Linked DNA regions of Mus musculus: region 2 is linked to region 1. The links are chromatin contacts, called in public Hi-C maps. All regions are on one chromosome and are shown on one strand. The core of a region is the stretch at or near the end of the contact, and the rest is flanking DNA. Distances in the headings are between cores, read along the strand shown.

Evidence for each region. A called contact is a pair of places that touch in the nucleus more often than the background predicts.
Region 2: a contact with region 1 is called in a Hi-C map of the G1E-ER4 cell line, with 1.7 times the contacts expected there. The contact joins two enhancer-like sites. A contact is called at or near these places in 8 of 39 promoter capture datasets (3T3-L1-derived adipocytes, the HPC-7 cell line, HPC-7-derived erythroid cells and 4 more), 3 of 15 datasets of contacts at CTCF or cohesin (CD8 T cells, large pre-B cells and pro-B cells), 60 of 484 Hi-C or Micro-C datasets (the 63-12 cell line, the AML12 cell line, B cells and 35 more), 5 of 115 datasets of contacts at active chromatin or transcription factors (CD8 T cells, bone marrow-derived dendritic cells, embryonic stem cells and 1 more) and 1 of 9 other capture datasets (pancreatic islet).

The regions. Positions count from the first base shown.
Region 1 is chr8:94,416,294-94,419,748 of GRCm38.p6, forward strand. No RefSeq gene overlaps it. Among named protein-coding and RNA genes, the nearest start is that of 9330175E14Rik, 17 kb to the right of the region's middle. Within about 2 kb of position 1,953, at least 57 of the 459 cell types and tissues checked have an H3K27ac peak or open chromatin away from gene starts, as enhancers often do. A contact at or near this core is called in the G1E-ER4 cell line, where this site is marked.
Region 2 is chr8:94,490,868-94,494,542 of GRCm38.p6, forward strand. It overlaps Nlrc5 (NLR family, CARD domain containing 5), which reads left to right. Exons shown (of 49, transcript NM_001033207.3): 17 at 1-41; 18 at 614-703; 19 at 1,464-1,508; 20 at 2,174-2,251; 21 at 3,403-3,486. Among named protein-coding and RNA genes, the nearest start is that of Mir7072, 12 kb to the right of the region's middle. Within about 2 kb of position 1,719, at least 62 of the 459 cell types and tissues checked have an H3K27ac peak or open chromatin away from gene starts, as enhancers often do. A contact at or near this core is called in the G1E-ER4 cell line, where this site is marked.

The DNA of each region.
Region 1 (3,455 bases), core at 703-3,202:
AACAATACCCGCACCCTCCCACACACCCCCACAAAATCCTAAAGGCAAAAGTAATGAAAACCTGTCCCTCCCAGCACTCAGGAGGCAGAGGAAGGCGTATTTCTGAGTTCGAGGCCAGCCTGGTCTACAAAGTGAGTTCCAGGACAGCCAGGGCTATCCATAGAAACCCTGTCTCGAAAAAACAAACAAACAAACCAAGACCTGGGGCCACACCCACACCTCTCTATGAAGTCTAGAATGGGATTCCTTTGGGGGAATCCCATTTCTTAAAAACAACAACAAACCAACTCCTTATTTTTACATTTTATCGATGATGATGATGGTGGTGGTGGTGGTGATGATGATGATGGTGATGGTGGTGGTGATGGTGGTGGTGGTGATGGTGATTGGGTTTTTTAGAGATAGGGTTTCTCTGTGCAGCACTGGCTATCCTGAAACTTGCACTGTAGACCAAGTTGACCTTGTATTCACAGAGAACCATCTGCCTCTACCTCCCAAGTGCTGGGCTTAAAGGTATCTGCAATTTCTTTAAAATATTTTTATCAGGCCAAAGAGATAACTCAGTTCAATTCCTGTGACCCGCATGGTGGAAGGAGAAAGTCAGTTTCTGTAAGTCGTCCTCTGATCTGTACACATGCACATAGCATGCAGGTGGGGGACACACATGAAGTAAATAAGAATGTAAGGAAAGTTTAATCAGTTAGCGTGTATGGGTGCACAGACACACACACACACATCAGTCCACCATGGCCTATATCTGGACGTCAGAGAACAACTTTTAGAGCTAATTCTTTTTCTACCCTGGGCGTCCCAGGGACTGAAGTCCAGTGGTCAGGCTTGGTGAGAAATTCACATACACACTGATCCATCTTGCTAGCCCCAACTCATTAATTTTTTCTAATAACTTTAGATTTGAATAAAAGTTACAAAGACATGACAAAATGTTCCATACCCAATGTACAGTATTAATCTTTCCATAAACAAGCTGTGTTGGTTGTAGATCACCACTGCTGAGCTCTTAGTGACTCCAGACTTCATCGGAACGTCATTCTTTTTTTTTCCCACTGATCTCCAGACCATGGAGCATGTGACCTTCAGACTTTTGAAAAGTTCCCAGGCTTTTGTCTTGTTCTGCTTTCATAACTTTATTGTGTTTTTAAGAACCTGAGAAATTCCCAGTACTTTATAGGAAAAAAATCAGTGATGCTTGTTAGTGGAGGGGGGGACGGAGGGGGGGAGGAATGGGGGGATGCAAGAGCGTGGGGGGGGGGTAGGGGGAATGTCTGTAAGGACAGGGTCCACTGCAGTGTCTTTAAGGAACTGGGTAGTAGACAGCTACTAGGCTTAACTCCAAATAAGGCTTGGCCAAGTGGGAATTGATACCCAAGGGTAAGGGCAGGGAGTTGGGGAAGAGCCTGCTAGAACTGACCCAACAGGGTCTTTGCTGAAGGTGGCCAGTGTGGTTAGATATCACCCTCATAAGATCAAGTGGAGGATGAGTCGCCCTGGTCAGATAGGGGAGGGTTGCCTGATAGTGTAGGCAATGGTTCTTAGGAACTTGACCAAAGTTTGGCCAAGCAAAGACCACAGTTGGCACCTATCAAGCCATTGTCTCCCCAGATGTCACACTTCATCCTCCTCCCCTGACTTCCCCAGTCTCTTTCTCTCTCTCTGTTCCCGGAGGTTCCCTCCTGTTTATGGACTTGGCTGTGCACATTAGTGGCCTTCAGGAACTGGTATCACTCAGGATGTTGGGTGAGAACACTTCCAGCAAGCTGTACTCGTTAGATCCTCAGGGACCGCAGGTTAACGTCTTGGTGGCGAGAGATATCCCAGTGTGGGTATTTGGAGTGAGACTTGCAGATGGAGCTGAGGGTAGGCTGAGACTGTGTCAGTAGGCTCAGAGGGCAAAGGAGGAAGTTGACACACAGAAGGCTGTTTGGGTGGAGCCAGCTACATAGCTGGTACTGGTGTAGTCTGGCTAGATCGAGGGGACGTTAAACTGAGTCCTGGTGGGAGTAGTCTTAGCGAGATTGTGGGCGTATCCCTTTCCTGACTAGAGACGGCTCTGGAAGCATGGAACAACAGGAGATTTTTTTTTTCAGGGTCTCAGTTTACATTTGTCCTTGAGTCAATAAATTGTGTGTTCTCGACACACTAACCCCTTTCTTTTAACACCATGAATTCTTACTGTGGCTCAGGCCATATGAATCCTGACTTCATGAAGCACATAGCCTAGGGGTCAGAGAGAGAGTAAATGGCCATTCATGCGAAAAACTGTACCTTTTAAATTTTCCCCAGAGCTTTAGATTTTAAAACTATGGCCAGTGAACATACTTAGGTAACTTTAAGTCAACATTAAGTCTATTTGAAGGCCATTTGGTACCTGGGTCTCAAGCATTGACATGTTCTGAGCATAACTCAGAGAGGCTGGCAGAGCACAGATTTCTGGGGATGCAGGCCCATCCTCAGAGTGTCTGGCTCATAGCTATTATGTATGACCCAAGAATGTGCATTCCTGATTCACTCCTTGTTCCTAATGCTGGCACTCCAGACCATGGGAACAGTCCTGGAGACACAGCTCTCCAGGGTCCGGGGTCTCCAGAGTGTGAAACACCTCCAGCTACCAGCAGAGGACATCTCAGCTCCCTGGGGGACCTTGGCTTTGGAGGTGGAGGATGGAAGTGACTCAGGAAGGTCCTGGCCATTGAAACAGGAAGAAACAGTTGGGTGTGTTGACAGGGAACAGGGTTGAAAGTCCCCACAGACGCGGGGGAACTTTCTTCAGTTTTGCCTTTTCAATCCCCTCTTACCCACATTGTGGAATCAGGTACTGTGTGGCCTCAACAGGTGCTCCATCACGGAACCACTCCAATCCTAGCCTTTATCTTTTCTCTGCCTCTCGGTCAAAGAAGAGAGAAGCTTTAAAGGAAATCAGGCAATAGGACCCTCCAAGTCTCTTGTCTAACTTTTCTCCTACTCTCTGCCAAAAGAAAGATTGTTTGTGGGGAAATGAGAAGCTAGGGGATCTTACACGCGTTCGCGACCGGCCAGGAAAGACGCAGCAAACCAGAATCTTCTGCGGCAAAACTTTATTGCTTACATCTTCAGGAGCAAGTGTGCAAGAGAGCAAGAGCTCTATTGCTTACATCTTTAGGAGCCAGAGCGCAAGAGCGTAAGAGTGCAAGAGCAAAAGCAAGAGTGCAAGAGAGCGAATGGCGAGACCCCGTCCCTTTTTAAGGAGAATTATTCTCCGCCTAGGACGTATTACTCCCTGATTGGCTGCAGCCCATCGGCCAAGTTGTCGTCACGGGGAAGGCAGAGCACATGGGGTGGAGAACTACCCTTGGCACATGCGCAGATTATTTGTTTACCACTTAGAACACAGGATGTCAGCGCCATCTTGTAACGGAGAATGTGAGGGCGGCTCCCAACAAGGGGATACTGGATAGACA
Region 2 (3,675 bases), core at 469-2,968, 74 kb after region 1:
ACCGAGCTGCTCCCAGGACTGGGTCCCCTGAAGTCCTTGAAGTAAGCAACTAACCACCCCCCAAGGCCTCTGGGTTCCCACCAGTGAGAGGGGTTGTTCGGGTCTTCTTCTGGATACAGTAAAGATGTAACCAGAAAGTGCGTATGAGCCCTCTTCCCACAGCAACACACAGGCAAGTGTTCAACAAGGCCTCCCCCTGGCTTGACTAAACACTGACTTACTTCAAAGAACTCAGGGCCCCGCCGTTTGCTTCAGGCCTTCTCCAAGCAGCTCCTTTGTGTCTCCTTGGAGAAGAGATAGCTTTCCTCCCGCTCCTGTTAAGGAGTCTCCTCCCATTTTTAATTTACCCTGAGTCCCGCCATTCCCTTATCAGGCGGCAAAATAGAGTTCAGAGGGCGCTCTGGGCTCCAGTTGTCACCTTGAGCAAGTTCCTACCTGCCTAGCTCATCTCCACAGCTGTGCAGTGAAGTTGGGGGGGAGGGTTGTGATGGTCACCTGGGGGTTCACTGGGGTCTGCCATCTGCGGCCAGAGACACTCCCATCACTGGCCCTGTGCTCTGAAATTCAGAGAGCGTGTCTGAGTCCTTCACCACTGTCACTGTGTGATCCTCAGCCTCAGCAGGAATGGCTTGTCCATGGATGCTGTCTTTAGCTTGGTCCAGTGTCTGTCTTCCCTGCAGTGGGTGTTCCACTTAGATGTCAGGTGAGTGGCTGCCCTGTCCCCCACCCTCTCCCTCCTCTCATAAGCCCCTGCTGAGGCCTCATTTTTACAGGTCATTTGGGGTCATCCTCAGGATCTTAGATGATACCAGGTGCAGTGAAGGTGTGCTAGGATTAGTGAATGAAATAAATGAATGAACGAATGGACAAACGAACGAATGAATGAATGAATCAGTAAAGTTTGTGGCTCCATGGTACCAGGAACAATCAAATTTCTCCAAACTCTCCTTGGGACAAACATCTTTCCACTCTCCCTTACCCTCCAGGTTGTCCTTAGATACTCCTGAGCAAACTAGGGGCTGGCTGGTGGCCTTCGGGGCTCAGGGACTGGCTTAACTGGCATCTCCAGAGTTTATGAAGCTGGAGGGGAAGGCACCAGCCAACCCACAGCCCTGGATCTCCCCCATATAAAAAGCCTGTAAAAACCCTCTGCCTTTCTCCTCCTTCCCTGAGAATCCTAAGAATAGAGGTGTGGTGGCAGGTGGCCAATGCTGGTCCTTAACGTTAGGGTTCTTATGTCCTTATTTGGATAGAGCATGGAAGCCTGCCTTCTCTCCTGCTTTACCACGAGAGGGCGCTGAAATAATAGGCCAAGAGCCCTGCAACCAAGACTAACCGTGGCTGTCGATTGATCCATTGTTACTATAGTCCCTGGGTGGCAGGCTATCTCCTGGTCCCTTAAGCCCTTCTCGGGAGGGGACCCTTGGCCTCTTCTCAACCAGCTTCCTCCTCTTCGCTTTTAGCCTTGAGAGTGACTGCATCTTCCTTCGAGGAGCTGGGACCAGCAGGTGAGGAGAGGAGATTTGGGCAGTCGAGCTAGCCTGTAGCTCTGATTCCTGCTTCTTGTGGATGCACAATCTCCACCCTGACAGACATTTTGGTGCCCAAGAATGACCGCCAGGTCTGGCGAGGTCTCTGGGGCAGCTTGGCTAACTAGTCAGCAAGCCCCTGCAAAACCAGGCTAACTCCAATTTAGCACTTCACAGGCTCTTCCAGCTGCCCCCTGGTGGCAACAGGCGTCATGGCCCGAACCCTGGAGGCTGTCCACACAGCTGGGCAGTGACTTCACCACAGCTAACGCAGGCGATCAGAAGCCAGGCTAGCCCCTGGCTTAGGTGCTCTTGGTTCCCTAGCTTAGGGTCTCTGCGGGATCTCAGGGCAAAAGAATTGTGGATCAGGGAGACAGAAATACGGTTTTGACAAAGTGGTGGCAGGGGAGGCACTCCATTCTGTCTCCACTCACCTGGTTGGGGGCTGCCCTGGACGGGTGTGAATTGTTGATTTTCCTCGCCCCAGCTTCCCTTTCATGGATCTCAGTTCCTCCACCTGAACAATGAGGGGCCTGGCTGGAATCAAATCTCCAGATCCCTTCCAGGTGTGGAAGTCCTGAGGGCGTGGGAGCCCCCCAGGTGTGGCTCAAGCTTTCTTTTTGCTATGCTTTTCCCCCTCCAAGGGATGCACTAGAACCAAAATTCCAGACTGGAGTCCAGGTACTGGAGCTGAGTCAGCGGTACACCTCCCGGAGCTTCTGGTACTGTTTCCCACTTTTCTTTAGGGGTCAGGGATTGGGCAGAGCCAGGAGCTCGGGGTTATAAATTAAAAGAGTTTGAGAGATGGGAAAAGAAAAGGACAGGGGACCTAGCTCTGGGGGTTGCTGGGCCCTTTGGATCACCTCAGTGGAGCTAAGGCCTGACACTCTCCTAAGAGAAGATTGTCATATCTCTGAAACACACTGGAAACCCACTCTCCCCCACCCTGACTCTCTCTCTGTCTGCTTTTGAGACTTTCATTTCTAGAAAGGGGTTTATGTCATACTCCAGAAAAGTCTGGCCACAAGGGGATCTAGGGGATTTCCCAACTAGGCCACAAGGGGCTAGAAGACCTTCCTGAGACCTGGCATTCTCCCATCAGAGCTGCCTAAGTAAGAGATGCCTAAGCTGGTGCCAACAGAGCTATTCAGAGGGAACTTGTCATGCCCCAGGCAGGAGAGGCAACATGAACAAAGGCCAGGATGAGGGCACGTCTGGAAGCATTGCAGTGTAGCTAGAGCACATAGCAGCAGAGCTTGGGCGGGGTGTTCAGTTTTTACTTAAGGGTACTAAGGAACCACTGAGGGCTTTAAGCAGTGGATTTTGAGCAGTGGGGAGGCCCCATTAGATTCTCAGTGTTGAAAGATCAAACACGAACTGGAGAAAGGATCCAGCAGTTAAGAGCACTCACTGCTCTTGCAGAGGACTTGGGTTCGGTTCCCAGTATTCACACAGCAGGTCACAACCATCCCTACCTCCAATAACAGGGGGTCTGACACCGTCTTCCGTGGGCAGCAGGCATGCACTTGGTGCATGTGTATGCATGCAGGCAAAACACATTTTACAAATTAAAAAAAAGGTGAGACCCTCAGAGGGTGGTGATGGATTGTGACATCGAGAGTGGAAGTCAGAGGTGATAAGGAATCCAGGTGAGTGAAGATGAGGCCTGGGCTCCGGCAGAGGTGGTGGACAGAGAGGAGTCACCACGTGGAGCAGCTTTGATGTAGATATCGTGATGGCTGGTCACAGGAGAGTTGGGAAGGGGAGTGTGCTCTGCGGGGCATAGGAGAGGCACCTGAGGCCTGCAGTTCTGGGGAGGGTGTCTGATAGAAGAAGGGTCCTCTCTGAAGCCCCATCCTCTTCCCTCTCTCAGCCTTCAAGAGTGTCAGTTGGAACCCACGAGCCTTACCTTCCTCTGTGCCACTCTGGAGAAGAGCCCAGGGCCTCTGGAAGTCCAGTAAGTAATAAGACAAAACCCGGAGTGCACAGGGTGGCTGGGTGGCTGTGCAGAAAACTGGGTGAGGGCTTATAGGGGAGACTTGATAAATCTTTGACGGCCTTCTTCCACCAGACCAATCAGCCCTACTCTGCCAGTTATGAGACCCATCAGTGGTCAGGCCCTCTCCCAGGAGCCTCAAGTACTGGA